5 separate regions of the Mus musculus genome follow, and all the other regions are linked to region 3. Evidence: chromatin contacts called from public promoter capture Hi-C data. All regions are on one chromosome and are shown on one strand. Each heading gives the region's core, a stretch centred on a gene start, on an enhancer-like site or on the middle of the called end of the contact. The rest is flanking DNA. Distances are from core to core; before and after follow the strand shown. Region 1 holds the start of 4930550C14Rik (RIKEN cDNA 4930550C14 gene). Region 2 holds the start of Acat1 (acetyl-Coenzyme A acetyltransferase 1). Region 3 holds the start of Ppp2r1b (protein phosphatase 2, regulatory subunit A, beta). Region 4 holds the start of Cul5 (cullin 5). Region 5 holds the start of Npat (nuclear protein in the AT region).

The links. Promoter capture Hi-C pulls out the DNA fragments that hold promoters and counts their contacts.
Region 1: a contact with region 3 is called in a promoter capture Hi-C map of liver, with 6 times the contacts expected there. The contact joins the promoter of 4930550C14Rik here to the promoter of Ppp2r1b in region 3. A contact is called at or near these places in 3 of 39 promoter capture datasets (hippocampal neurons, liver and pre-B cells) and 1 of 115 datasets of contacts at active chromatin or transcription factors (astrocytes).
Region 2: a promoter capture Hi-C map of liver shows a contact between it and region 3, with 8 times the contacts expected there. The contact joins the promoter of Acat1 here to the promoter of Ppp2r1b in region 3. A contact is called at or near these places in 2 of 39 promoter capture datasets (liver and pre-B cells).
Region 4: a promoter capture Hi-C map of pre-B cells shows a contact between it and region 3, with 12 times the contacts expected there. The contact joins the promoter of Cul5 here to the promoter of Ppp2r1b in region 3. A contact is called at or near these places in 2 of 39 promoter capture datasets (liver and pre-B cells), 1 of 115 datasets of contacts at active chromatin or transcription factors (astrocytes) and 1 of 9 other capture datasets (adipose tissue).
Region 5: a promoter capture Hi-C map of pre-B cells shows a contact between it and region 3, with 11 times the contacts expected there. The contact joins the promoter of Npat here to the promoter of Ppp2r1b in region 3. A contact is called at or near these places in 3 of 39 promoter capture datasets (liver and pre-B cells), 1 of 484 Hi-C or Micro-C datasets (pre-B cells) and 2 of 115 datasets of contacts at active chromatin or transcription factors (astrocytes and embryonic stem cells).

Annotation. Positions count from the first base shown.
Region 1 is chr9:53,403,906-53,406,605 of GRCm38.p6, forward strand. It overlaps 4930550C14Rik (RIKEN cDNA 4930550C14 gene), which reads left to right and starts at 1,381. Exons shown (of 9, transcript NM_001376944.1): 1 at 1,381-1,707.
Region 2 is chr9:53,608,962-53,611,661 of GRCm38.p6, forward strand. It overlaps Acat1 (acetyl-Coenzyme A acetyltransferase 1), which reads right to left and starts at 1,389. Exons shown (of 12, transcript NM_144784.3): 1 at 1,252-1,389. The coding sequence starts at 1,314.
Region 3 is chr9:50,855,642-50,858,341 of GRCm38.p6, forward strand. It overlaps Ppp2r1b (protein phosphatase 2, regulatory subunit A, beta), which reads left to right and starts at 1,283. Exons shown (of 15, transcript NM_028614.3): 1 at 1,283-1,457; 2 at 2,195-2,285. The coding sequence starts at 1,344.
Region 4 is chr9:53,666,214-53,668,913 of GRCm38.p6, forward strand. It overlaps Cul5 (cullin 5), which reads right to left and starts at 1,294. Exons shown (of 19, transcript NM_027807.4): 1 at 825-1,294. The coding sequence starts at 848. Gm16124 (predicted gene 16124) reads left to right here and starts at 880. Exons shown (of 2, transcript NR_166653.1): 1 at 880-1,142.
Region 5 is chr9:53,535,617-53,538,316 of GRCm38.p6, forward strand. It overlaps Npat (nuclear protein in the AT region), which reads left to right and starts at 1,431. Exons shown (of 18, transcript NM_001081152.1): 1 at 1,431-1,572. The coding sequence starts at 1,536. It overlaps Atm (ataxia telangiectasia mutated), which reads right to left and starts at 1,055. Exons shown (of 63, transcript NM_007499.3): 1 at 947-1,055.

The sequences.
Region 1 (2,700 bases), core at 131-2,630, 2.5 Mb after region 3:
TGCCTGGGATTAAAGGCATGTGCCACCATGCCTGACTATAATCCCAAATTTTAAGACATGTTAAAATCTCGACTGTGGCTGATTGAGGGAAAGTCCTAACCACAGCCCACAATCCCTTGCCTAAAACACCCAGTCTGCAACGCTGGAGAGGGTCTGTGCCCTGCCCCCAATTCCCCTTGCAGTTCCAAGACAGCCAGGACTACATGGAGAAACCCTGCCTTGGAAAAAAAAAAAAAAAACCCTTATGGAAAAAAAATTTAAACAAAAACAAGAAAATTAATCCTTTTTTTTTTTTTTTTTTTTTTTTTTTTTTTTTTTTACAAAGTGAGTTCCAGGGCAGCCAAAACTACACAGAGAAACCCTGTCTCGAAAAAAAAAAAATTTACTCCTATCTGTGTGCTAACACGTGGCTGGTTCTGACTCCCAGCTTCATGCTCCCAGGAATAAGACTTAGACTCAAAATATATTTACAAATACCTTGGCCATAAAGCCAGGGTTTTCTCTGACTAGATCATAACTTACATAATCGACATAAACCCATTATTTTAACCTACATTTTGCCACATGGCTGGCTATCAATGCTCAGGCACCATGAGTCGGTCTCCTCACATCTTCCCGGGCTATTCTCCCTTGGGACTCTATCCCAGAATCCTTTCTGCCTCCTGGATGTTCCACCTCCCATTTCCTGCCTAAGCCATAGGCCACAGACTTTTTAATTGACAGGTGATGCATCCATACAACACACAAGTATTCTCTCTACGCATGGCCACAGTGTCTTGAAGGAGAACCAAAGCCCAAGGCCCTGTTTATGGAAACTGTGATAATTTTGAAGGTCTTGACATTCACTTTGTCACCGAATTTCCTACAGAGATTCCGCCCCCACCCCCCGTAAAAATGCATTTAGTATGTAAGGAAAATATTTTCCTAGAAGTTCATCTTCCTCACAAATTATGTTCCATGCAAGAACATAGAACTGGGCAGGTCTGAATACTCTTCATTTTACATTGTTACACTCTGACATTGAGGTAATGTCGGCGTGCAGGATATTCAACATTCAAGTCAATAAAGCATGCATTAAATATGCAGTGTGCTTTCGGGTTCTGTGAAGTCCTCTATTTAAAACCCGTGTCAGGCTAAGGAGCTTAAATTTAGAAATAGCGTTAGTCTGAGACCTCATGTTACTTAGGCCTTCAGCAAGGCCCGTCACATGCCCGAGATCTCTCTGAGTTCCTTTCTCAAGTCCTCTGCCTCTATGGCACTGAGACTGGAAGAGAGCGAGATTTCTACCAGAACAAACATCAAAGTGAGAATGGTCAGGGTTGGGGGCGGGGCCTAAGAAGGTTGCTAGGGAAGGAGCTATTAAGTCATTTCCGACTGACTAAGTCGTTACCAAGGAAACAGCGGAGAGCGACAGAGATTGGCAAGTCAAGGGACATGTTCCCTCCCCAGCTCCTTTCTGCTCTGGTGTCTGGTTTGATCTTGGCCTGCTGAAAGACGCTAAATACTCACGATCTTAGTATGCTACCATCCTTCTCCATGCTCTGTTCCCCAAACCCCTCTCCTGGCACAGTTGCTCTGCTGTGATGGAAAAGCTTTCCTCTACCTCACCAACCCCCACTCCAGCCTCGCCCTAACTCAGGAGCTGCAGCTTCGGGGATATTGCTAACCCACCTCTCGCATTGGGTTTCCTCCACCCTGTTAAATGCAGTATGTGGTTTTAGATTTTTCTCCCTAAAATATTTAGAGATGGAGGGAGCATTCTAAAGGGTACATGCTTAGGATTTCTGTCTTGTCCCTCAGTATCAAGATGTATAGGTAAAGAGGAATAGCAAAATCGTGAAGACACATTTGCTGAAAAAAATAAAATTTAGTAAAGAGAACGGGAATACGGGTTTGGAGTTGGAGGAAACCACAGGACAAGGGTGTCCACTTGCAGGGCTCCCTCTGAATCCCAGCACAGGGCTATTGGTTTGAGACTGGCTGGTAGTCCTCTCCTAATTGGCAGTTCGCACCTGGGTGTAGTAAAGTCCTGACTTAAGCAATGGTTTCCTTGTGCTCCTTGGGTCTTAGAATTGAAGTATTTCCCACGTGGTTTGAAGCCTCATAGCAAACGGTTCTGCTCTGAATCATAAGTTTCCTTTACCCTCTCCTGCGCCTTTCATCTCTCCTTCTCTAACAATATTTTCACGTTTTAGTGCCTCATATTTAAAAAAGACAAGCCCTCTTGAGTCCAGCCTCATCTTCTGGCTACTGTGTCCCTGCTTCCACATAACAGCCCAGAGCCTACTTTGTCAATTCCTCAACAACCTCGGTCTTTTGCTCTGCGGCTCCACTGCTGGTAATCAGCAGTTAGGTCTCTCTCTCTCATTTTTGACTGTACTCATGCACATTTACCTGACCTGCCATTTAGTACACTAGCAACATTTAGTATAGTTGAACGTGCCAAGGCTTTTTGGTCTTCTTTCTCCTTTCACGAAGTGCCTTTGTTCCTCGGGATCGTTTCTGCGTTGCTGTGCTAGTCACGACAGAATGGCAATGCACACGCTACACCTTTAATTTGCATCATTAACACATCGCCATAGATCCTTAAATCTTAAGTCAACTAGAAAAAGTCATAAATACCGATTTAAAACATTTGATAGTTTTCACAATGCAAATACTCTTAGGGCCAGTCTTATAGCCTCAGAACTTGAGAGAAGC
Region 2 (2,700 bases), core at 139-2,638, 2.8 Mb after region 3:
ATGCATATGAGTACACTGTAGCTGTCTTCAGACACACCAGAAGAAGGCATCAGATTCCTTTTTTTACAGATGGTTGTGAGGCACCATGTGGTTGCTGGGAATTGAACTCAGGACCTTTGGAAGAACAGTCAGTGCTCTTAACCACAGAGCCATCTCTCCAGCCCCGGGAACACTTATTTTACGAGTGAGGTTCTGCCCATCTCCAGATGAGAAAATAGACTATCCCTCTGGCTTTCCTATTACTGCAGTCACCCAGTACTTATTGTTTTTTTATCTTTCGGAGACTGGGTATCTCCAAATTGCCCACGTGGGTTGAAATCCTTGATCTCAAGCTCCTCTTGCCCGAGCAGCAACTCAAGTAAGATTCATTTTATAGTTTGTTTGCCCTCAGCTTCCAGCTCCAAGCCTCGGGCCCTCAATTATTCTTTCACAATCTCTTGCAGAGCAATGCTCTCTTTCAGCTCCTATTGCCAGAACTACCCGTTTCGGCGAACCCTGATTTTCTCAGAAACAAAACCACGCAAACCTAACTCCAGACTCTTAAAGACTGACCGACAAAGTCTAGAATGTCACCTTTGGAAAGTACAAAGTGTTCGCCGAACACAACCATCAGAAGCGAGGCACTCACTTCAAATAAAAATTATTTCTTGTACTGTCTCAGTAGCCATCTTGTTAGTTTTAAGACAATCTTCTGATTGCCATATAGTGCCTGAGCTCTGATTAAGACAATTAATTAAACCAATGATTAGCCAGGTGGTGGTTCATGCCTTTAATCCCAGCACTCTGCAGGTGGAGGAAGACCAATGAGCTCGAAGCCAGCCTGATCTTGAGAGAGAGAGAGAGAGAGAGAGAGAGAGAGAGAGAGAGAGAGAGCGTTCCAGGGCAGCAAGGGTTCCACAGAAAAACCAGTGGAACAAAATACAAACCAAACCCCAAAACTCAAACCAATCAAACAAAAAAACAAGGAAAAGGAAATCACAAGGTCACAAAAACGTCTTAGAAACTCCTGGGCCTACAGAGAGACTCAGCTCTCTGCAGTCTGGGATCGCGCCTGGTCAGGCCCAAGCTTTGCTGCACAGCTGATGCGGAGCGTGACAGTAGCACAGACTGACAGGTGGACTGACACACGACGGCGCAGGCACTCGATCCCCAAGGCGCTGGTGCTGAGCGCTGTGGCCCACGAGGACGGACCTCGCGGGCGGCTGGTGGGCTCCCCGATCCCGGCCCACCCCCGGAATCGACCCTGCTCACCTGCAGCAGCCCGCGAAGCAGAGGCCTGCGGACGACGCCGTGCAGAGCCACCAGGGCAGCCATGGAGACGCGAAAGGCTGTCAAGGGCAGAGAGACGCGCCGCGGCCTCCACTTCCCCACCGCAGAGCTTGCGACGTCGTGGCGGGCACCGCCCCGACCCTCTCCTCCAATAGCAGTCCAAGATCGCTGCGCTTGGCGGCGATTGGCCCGTAGCCAGAGGGCGGGGCCTGGCGCTTGGCCCGAGGACTGAGCTGAGGCTCTCCTGGACCAAAAAAAAAAAAAAAAAAAAAAAAAAAAAAGGACTAATGACCACGTGGCTTGACACCTAGGTGGTGCACGCTAAACTGTTGATTGTTGATGCCAGTTGTTTCTGCCTCCAGATGCCTGTAGTTTTCGTGCAGTCCGAGACTTTCCATTCACTTTGCCGTGCCTGATCAGGTGACTGTATTACCCAGACAAAGGATGTTGGTAAATGTTTCCAGCAATTCCCATTATATTCATTTATAATACAAATAAACCAATTTCTTACGTTAAAAGAATGTTGAAGTTGTTTTTCTGTAGGATGCTAAGTAAAATACATATTACTATCTAAACTTCACTGAGTAATAATAAGATTACATCAACTTTCAAAGAAACTCCCCGCAGGCTGGGTGTGATGGGACACACTCAGGAAAGAGGCAGGTGGATCTCTATGAGTTCGACGCCAGCCTGGTCCACATAGCGAGTCCCTGAACAACTAAAACTACAGACGGAGACCCTGTCTCCAAATAATTAAAACAAAACAGAAACAGTGCATTAACTGATATTACATGATAATTCTCACATTTGTGTAACCCATTGCTAAGGCTAGTTGGAGGATTGTTTTGCTTAGGTTTTGTTTGGTTAGTTTTTAGATAGGGTCCCACGGTGTAGCTCTGGCTATCCTGGAATTCACTATGTAGACCAGGATGGTCTTGAGCTCACAGAGATCTTTCTGTCTTTGCCTCCCTAGTGCTGGTATTAAAAGCACTATGCCAGGCCATTTGCTGACTTTGAATCTTCAGTTGGGGATAGCAGATCTTTCTGCTTGTGACATTAATTTTCCTTGATGTAAAACAAAAGGCACAACATACAAATTGAACAATTTACTTCAAGTCGACTTGTTTCATGTAATTGTGTGCACTCCTGTGTAGGCCAAGGGTAAACCTCAGATAACTCCCTCTGAGACTCTCTGCTGCTTTTTGTTTGGTGTTTTTTGTTTTGTTTTGTTTTTGTTTGTTTTGTGAGACAGGGTCTATCTCTCCTTGCACTAGAATGGCTGGCTAATAAGCCACCATCTCTACTCCTTCAACCCTATCCACCCATCCATGGAACTGGGGCTACAATCAAGGGCCACCACGCCTAGCTCTTTACATGGATGATGCTCTAAACGCTTTCTTGTGATGCAAACACTTTGCACACTGAATCATC
Region 3 (2,700 bases), core at 33-2,532:
TGGCTCATGTGTGTACATACCACACATATACACAGTTTTTGTAATTAAAAAAGATAGCCACCCCAGCAGTCCAGACCATGCCTTAAGTAAGTGAATCTAAAAATTATCAAAATAAAACGAGAGTCTTCAAGCATTCATTCGTGGACAGAAGTTGAAAAAACAAAAACCGCAAACTGAAGTCTGTTGGTTCTCAAGCTTTGACTATGAAAGGCTATCTCCTAGTAGGCATCCCATGCTTTAAAAAGAAAAAAAAAAAAACTTACCTCCTAAGTTGCATTTATTAATGACAATTTCCTTAAGGCACAAAATAGTGTCATCTGAGAACTTGTGACAGAGCTACCAATCTAAGTTGCTTATATCTAAGTCGAAAGGAGAGATAGTTACTTTGTGCCATTCCATAGGGCAAGTGGAACATTTTCCATTAAGTTCTGTGTAAAAAGGCCCAGGCCCACCTCCTCCTGGAGTCCTTTAGGGGGACTCCTGGAGGTCTAGGGAGGCCAGTTTACACCCGCACCGAACTGGGGTGAGTAAAACTGGGCCCAGTTATGTTAGGTTGTTGTGCTTCTTGGTAAAGAAGGAAAAAAAAAGAGAAGACAATACAACAGAAGGCGCCATTCCAGTACCACACTGAAAAGAAACACAAAAACAAGAGAGCAGCATGTTTTGAACAGCTTGCGTGGAAAAAATATTGACTGGGGAGTTTGGACAGCACTGTTCATTTTCTCTCACCGCCCTCATTATTTGTCTTAAGGAGCAGGAGCCAGCCACGATTTTGGCAAACAGGCCAGAGGAAGGTGTGTGTGTGTGTGTGTGTGTGTGTGTGTGTGTGTGTGTGCGCGCGCGCGCGCGTGTAGAGGCTTGTCGCCCAAGGGGAAATTAAGACCAAGACCCAGTGGCTCAGGGCCAGCATGAAGCCTGGGGGTGGGGGTGGAGGTTGGGGTGGAGGGGGAGGTGTTAAAGCTTCTTCCTCCTGGCCTGTCTCTGAGTTCTACTTGAGGCTCGGCATCCATCATTAAGGCCCGTCTCCTTCAGAGCACAGCAAGGAGACGATGAATCCCTGCCCTTGTTTCTTTCGGCTGGGGAAAGGATGCAGGGGTTCCATTGGTTTTTTCGGCCCGCCCTTCTTCTGGAGTTCAGACCTCCAGTTCCAGCAATGGGGGTCAGGCCGGAGCCTCCACGCGCAGGGAAAAAACTTGATTCCATCAGTTCCTCGGAGCCGGCTGATTGGATTTAGCCCCGCCTGTTTGTGTGTGGGGCGTGGCCTGAGCGCGGGGCGTGGCCTGAGCGCGGGGCGTGGTCTGGGCACGGGGCCTTCGGCGGCGACCAGCCAGAGGAGGAAGAACATGGCGGGCGCAGCAGGGCCAGGGTCCGGTCCGGGGGCAGCGGGTGGAGATGGAGACGATTCGCTCTACCCGATCGCGGTTTTAATCGACGAGCTCCGCAATGAGGACGTGCAGGTACTAGGCTGGGCTGGGGAGCCGAGGCGAGGGCGGAAGCGCACATGGTAGGGAAGCGGAAAGGCCGGCTCAGCCCTGGGGGCGACCCCCGGGGTGGCAGAGTCGTATTCAGCCCCGGGACGGAGGCGTGGGGCGGCGGGTGCGCGGTGGTCCGTCTCAGCTCCGCTGCCCTCCTCCGACCCTCTGGGGTGGTGGCGTCCATCTGCTCCCGGCAGTGGGCGGGGAACCGGTTCGCACCTCGGGTGGACCAGCGCAGGCGGGCTGCGGGGCCGCCGGGAGCGGAGGAGCGGCCCCCGGCCCCCGTTCCCTTTGAAGTGATGCGGAGTGTCCGTCCCCGGGCAAACTAGCTGGGCTGGTTGGGTGGAAAGAGCGCGGCGGCTGATTAACCCAGATGAGTGGTGCATCAGTTGTGATAGAACTTTTCCCTGAAAAGGGAGGAGTTGTGCTTAACCGTTTCTTTCACCCACTTCTCTCCATCCAGAGTTCTCTCTTTTCAGACCCTCTCATTGTCCGCGTGTTTTCATTCATTCGTTTCTTCCCCGGCCCTTCAGTGTTCTCCCTAAGATAGCTTCTGGCTAATGACGTGTTAAACGGTCCTTGAGTTTTCCTAGGATTAAGATCTAAGTGAAAGGCTCATTCATCATTATACTGTGTCCCAGTATCTCACCTATTTGCTTCTTTGACCAGAATTGCAATCATCTCTTTGCTTTGTTCTCCCTCCCACTTTGTTTTTAAAGCTCCGTCTCAACAGTATTAAGAAGTTATCAACTATAGCTCTAGCACTCGGGGTAGAAAGGACTCGAACGGAACTGCTGCCTTTCCTTACAGGTTTGTGTCCCTTGAAAGATACACGCTCCATTTCTATTGGCTTTTAAACTATTTTTATTTAATTTTCTTAGTTTGTTACCTAGAGTAGCGATAAGTACTAGACTGAGCCTTGCCTTCTGCAAGGTGTATAGAAATGCTACATATAGTCAGACATACTCAAACATAAACCGTGTAGCTAGTGGGAAGGTGATTGATGTGAAATATGGATTTCTTTGTAAATGATTTATTTTATATGCATTGGTGTTTTGCCTGCATGTGAAAGTGACAGATCCCCTGGAACTGGAGTTATAGGCAGTTGTTAAGTTGCCATGTGGGTGCTGGGCATTGAACGCTGCTTCTCTGGAAGAGCAGCCAGTGCCCTTAACCACTGAGCCATCTCTCCAGCTCCAGGATGTGAGTTTCTTAATAATTGTGT
Region 4 (2,700 bases), core at 44-2,543, 2.8 Mb after region 3:
TCAGTTAGTAAGTTCAGGTCAGAATTCTTACTAAAAAACACAAACTCGCCTCAATTGTCTTCCTCAATCCTCATTTTTTTAGAGATGATTCTACATAACCTGCTCGCCCTGGGACTCTCCTGGCATTTACAACTTTTCAATGCTTTCTTTAAATGAAAACTTTTCTACACCCTAAAAGGATGGACAGCAGCACTTGATCGGGTGCCATCGATGTCCTATAAGGGAGGTCAGGATTGGGAGACAGTTCCTCAAGGGACAGAGAAAAGGTGGAAATAGACGGCCAGGCGTGAGAGAACTGGTGGGAAGGTGTGACATTCAGAGAAGGGAGGAAAGAGGTGAAGTGGCAGGCAGGCACTGCTGTCTAACTCACAGTTCCTGCAGAGTGCGAACAGAAATTAAGGAATGGGGTTGGGGGAGCATGGGGGGACCAGCCATTGAAACCTGCTAGGCAGCATTTTGCTGGGATTTTTTTCCCCTATTATGTCTTTGACACTCCATTCAGAAGGGACGGGCCCCAAGAGTCACAATGATGGGTTGGTGCGGCCCAGCGACACTGCTCTCGCTCCCAGCCGGGGTTGGTCCCTTGAAAGCATCGCTGCGAGTCGGTGAGCCGGCGGGAGGAACCCACCAGGTCCTCTGGACCCCCGAGGCCAGGGCCCGGCGTCGGGGTGCTCGGGCAACAGCCACCCCGGCTCATTCCGGTGGACAACCCCGAACCGCTCTCCTCATACACATCTTGCCGCTCCCACGGAGCCCGGTCCTTCCCCGGGAGCCGAGCGCATCGATGGCCGGGCAAAAGCCCGGCTGCAGCCGGGGGGACTTACCTTTAACAGATTAGACGTCGCCATGTTCTCAACTTGGACTCTCGCGAGACGGGGCGAGACTTGGCGGCGCTCGGGGCCAGGCCTCCTCGAGAGGCCGGGGTTCCCAGCAGGACCCCGCAGGCCGCGGCGGGGGATGCGGGGGACGCCGGAGCGGCGTGCCGTCAGCGCCGAGCTCGTCCCGGGCAGCCGTGCTTCCTCGGGCTTTCCAGCTACATGGTCACCCCGGCCTGCCCACGCGAGAGAGCGCATGCAAACGCTTGAGGAGACGCGAGCGGCGAATGGTGGGAAGGGACCGGGAGCCGACCAGACCGGGAAGAGGTAGTAGCCACTTCCTCGGGCCTCCCCAGCTCGCCTTCGCTTCTGCCGCTGGGCTTGCACCCGCTTGGGCCGCCGGCAACGACTTTATCTCGGCTTAGGGCCCGCACCTCAGGGTCCGTGGCGGCGTCACGTGACGCGGCGGGCGGGGGCGTGCTCGGGAGCAACCCAGGCGACAGCAAGCCACTGGGTCCCGAGGCCCGCGCGGAGGGTGCGAGCGCGCCCTCTGCTGGCTGGAGCCGGCGCAGCCCTCACGCGCTCGCCCCAGATCGGAATGGCTATTCAGAGCTCAGGATTAGATTAGCCTGGAAGGCTTCTTACTGCTGTCCTCAGGAAATGCTGACTGAGAGAAGGCGCCCAGTCAATTAATAAATGATGCACAAACGTACTGTTATTCCTATAAACAAAAAAAAAAACCCTGCTTGTTCAAGAAGTGATTGTTAATCTTGGGTTCCTTAAGACATATCCTAGAGCACCCTATAGTATTTTCTCCAAATTGCATCGCTTCTGATCACGAATCTCTGATCAAGGGAAGAGAATGTAATTTATACAGGGATCTCTCAGGTTAGCTGTTATTTAATGCATTATGCAAGTTCCTAATACTACCCTTTGGGGGTTTTAGTTGCTTGGTTGGTTGGTTGGATTGGTTTTTGACAGTTTCTCTATGTAGCCCTGGCTGTACTGAAACGCCATCTGTAGACCAGGCTGGTCTTGAACTCGGAGAGTGGAGGTAGGTGCCTCTGCCTCCCAAGTGTTGGGATTAAAGGTGTGGGAAACCACCACCTGGTATCAAATTTGTTTCTTTGAAACTCATCTCTCACTGTCCAACAATTTTAGTCTCAGTACTCAAAGCAGAGGCAAGAGGATCTCCGTAAGATTGGGGACAGCCTGGTCTACAGAGCAAGTTTCAGAACAGCTAGGTCAAAAAACCCAAGAAAACAAAAGTTTCTCAAACGTTGCTAGTGCATTCTTTATATTAATATAACCTGGGGTGCTACTTAGAAAAGCAGACTTTCAGGCTCCACTCTGAAGGATTTTATTTCATATATTATGCCTGAAAACTCCTTTTGCCCCAAGCATTCCAGGTAGCTATGTTTAAAGAAGACTTTCTATGTATTCTTGGATGGCCAGGAATTCTGTATGTAGACCAAGTTGACCTAGAACTCTAGAGTTCTGCCTGCCTCTGCCTCCAGAGTGACTGGTGGGATTATAGGTATACGCCTCCCTCGGAAAAGGCCAAGAGTTCTTTATATCTGCTTCGTGCTGGGTGTGGTGGAGCATGCCTTTAATCCTAGCACACTCTTAAGTTCCAGGCCAATTAGAGCTATAAAGTGAGACCCCTATCTAAACAATATAGCACTTAAAGTGAGTTAAGATTTGCTACTTTAGGACTGAAGAGATAGCTCAGTGGTTAAGAGCACTGACTGCTCTTCCATAGGTCCTCAGTTCAATTCCCAGCAACCACATGGTGGCTCACAACCATCTGTAATGGGATCCAATGCCCTCTTCTGGTGTGTCTGAAGACGGCTACAGCGTACCCATATGCATAAAATAAATAAAT
Region 5 (2,700 bases), core at 181-2,680, 2.7 Mb after region 3:
TCGTTTCCGTTTCTGTTTCCCTCTCCCCCACCACACACCTACTTTCTCTTTCTCTCTCTTACTATCTCACTCTTTCTCTCTCTCTCTCTCTCTCTTTCTCTCTCTCTCTCTCTCTCTCTCACACACACACACACACACAGCAAATATTCAGTATAACTGTCATCCTGTTACTGTCTTCTCTTACGATCGCTTTATAAATCTATTTGATGACTGTTTTTTTCCTCCTCTTCTTGCTCTCATCCCTTCCTCTGGCTTCAATACACTGGAAACTTGCAAAATCTGTATCACTCAATAACAAGAGCTCGTTACACTTTGTGCCTTTCCATGCACTTCCTTCTGTCTGAAAGCTTCGCTACCATCTTGCAGAAGAATTTACACCCGGCAAGATCTAGCAGCAAAGTCGATTCTTTCAGGCTCAGTTTCCACAGAACCAGTCCTTCCTCGGCTAACACAGTTTTTCCTATCACATTGTCGCTTTGAAAAAGTAGCTGTCTACTTATCTGTGCCAGGTGGCGGGGGTGGGACCGGGGAAGGAGCGCAGGTTAAACATTTTCAAAGGCTCAGAGTGGCTGCCACTTACCTACTACAGACAACACAGGCAATACAACTGACAATGAGAATACGAGACTGTGATTTCCAAGGGCCAGTGCTCTTAACTACGAACATGTGCAAACCTGTAGCTTAAATATAAATAAACGCTCTGAGACTAAAGTATGAGATTTAAAAAATCTAGATCGACCAGAACCCTTAAGATGACAGATAGGAAAGAGGGACGTGCAGAAGGGAAGATTTAGGCTCACTCCATCTAGGGTCTGCAGAAAGAGGGAGAAGATGACGGCCGTTCTGCAGAGAAGGGGTAAGAGCCATTCGGAAGCTGAGGAAAGATGGGCTCAGAAGAGAATTTTCCCCTCACAGAAGTCCCCGAGCGTTCGTCCCTCGCTCCTACCGCTGCATTCTGCCTGCCAATGCAAACCCAGGTCGCTTCGCCTTTTCCCGCGTGCACGGATCTAGCAGCTGGTTCTGTACGCACGCCTTCCCGCTTCCGGCTCTATAAAGCAGCAAGTTGGTAAGGCACGGGTGCCCCAAAGGAAGAAGTCGGCATGCGCCGCCGCACGACTGCGCTTGCGCGTAGGCATCACGCGCTCTCCAACTCAAAACACTCGCTCCCCTCAAAACAGTCTCCCGGCCTGAGGAAACGCGCCTGCGCAGTGCGCACCAATGGCGATTGCCCTCGCTCCCGCAACTCCGCCCAGGGGCCGACGCTCCCACAGCCGGCCACCAGGTCCTCTCTGGCCACAACCCTCCGCAGACGGAAATGACGACGGTTCCGAGGAGAACGGAGGCGGGTTTCATTTCGGCGCCTTTCTGTCTCCCGCGGAAGCGATTGGTTAGTGTGGCACGAAAGAGGCGGGACAAATTGCCGCGGGTTCAGCACCTCCAGTGGAACCGGGAGATGCGGCGGCGCCGGGGCTGTCGCCGTGTTTGCTTTGAGTTGAGTCTCGTCCCTTCAGGCCGCTCCCTGTGCAGCTCGGATCATGCTGTTACCCTCGGATGTAGCCAGGCTGGTATTGGGTAAGCGGCGGCCTGGGAGGGCGGGTGATCGGACCCGGGCTGAGGGGACGGAAAGACCAGGGGCTGAGGGGGAGGGCTGCTCGGGGTGGGGAAGCTCTGAGGAGTGGTCTGCTCCCGTCCAAGTTCAGACTAGCGGAGAGGCTCGGTCCCTCGGCGCCTTGGGACAGTCGAAGCTCCTCGGTGTAGGGATGTCCCTTCTCCTCCTGCTGCGCGATGGGGGCAGCCGAAGGGAGAAAGAAGCTCGGCGGGGAACACCTGGGGCCTGGATTCCGAGGCACAGCCAGGCCCGCTGGGACACCTGAAGGAGTGTCGCCTGCGTGATGGACGAGGCTGCGTGTCCCCTACCCTTTCCCTTGTCAAGAGCCGGGACTGATAAAGGAAAAGGCGGGGGGACCCCCGCTTCCCCGGCCGCCCAGCCTTGTGGAAAGACTTTCCGACGCCCTTACCCATAACCCGACCTTAGCACTGGGAATTTGGGACACAGGGAGGGCCCCACACCCCTGGCCCACCATAGTGGCTTGAAACGCCAATTGCATATTTCAGAACGGCAGCGTGTCGTGTTCTTGAGCAAATATTTAGGAGGTACGACGACTGACTTCTGGTTGCACACGTTCTAGCCCTCGTTTTCCTCCATTTTCGAAAAGGGTTTGTTCATAGACCACTGGTTGGTCGGGAGATACTGTCTCTGGAAAAGACTGTTTTCGTTGTTTGTCCTGTGAAAGAATAAAAGGGATTGTTCTGTAGGGAACAAGAGCCTCTTAGGCTCAAAACTGGACAGTGACTTTGAAACGTTATTTGGGACATCTCTAAAAGAAAGTGGTCGAAGTATGAGGACTCATTCCATAGTTTCCACAGCCGTTACGAACATTTGCTTTGTGCCCAGCCCTGTCCAAAAAATAAAAATTGCACATTAGGCAGGACTTATTTAAGAGGCTCTGTACGATTCTACTGTCCATTTTTTGAGAAACTTAAATACAAAAACTAGTGTTTTGAATGTTTTCATCTTCATCAGACTTGGATAGTTAAATTTATACCTGTGATTTTTAAACTTAGCTTTCTTGTAATTTTAAAATTAGGCTCATACAAAATTGGTTAAAAGTAGACTCACATGATTTTTTTTCTCCCCAC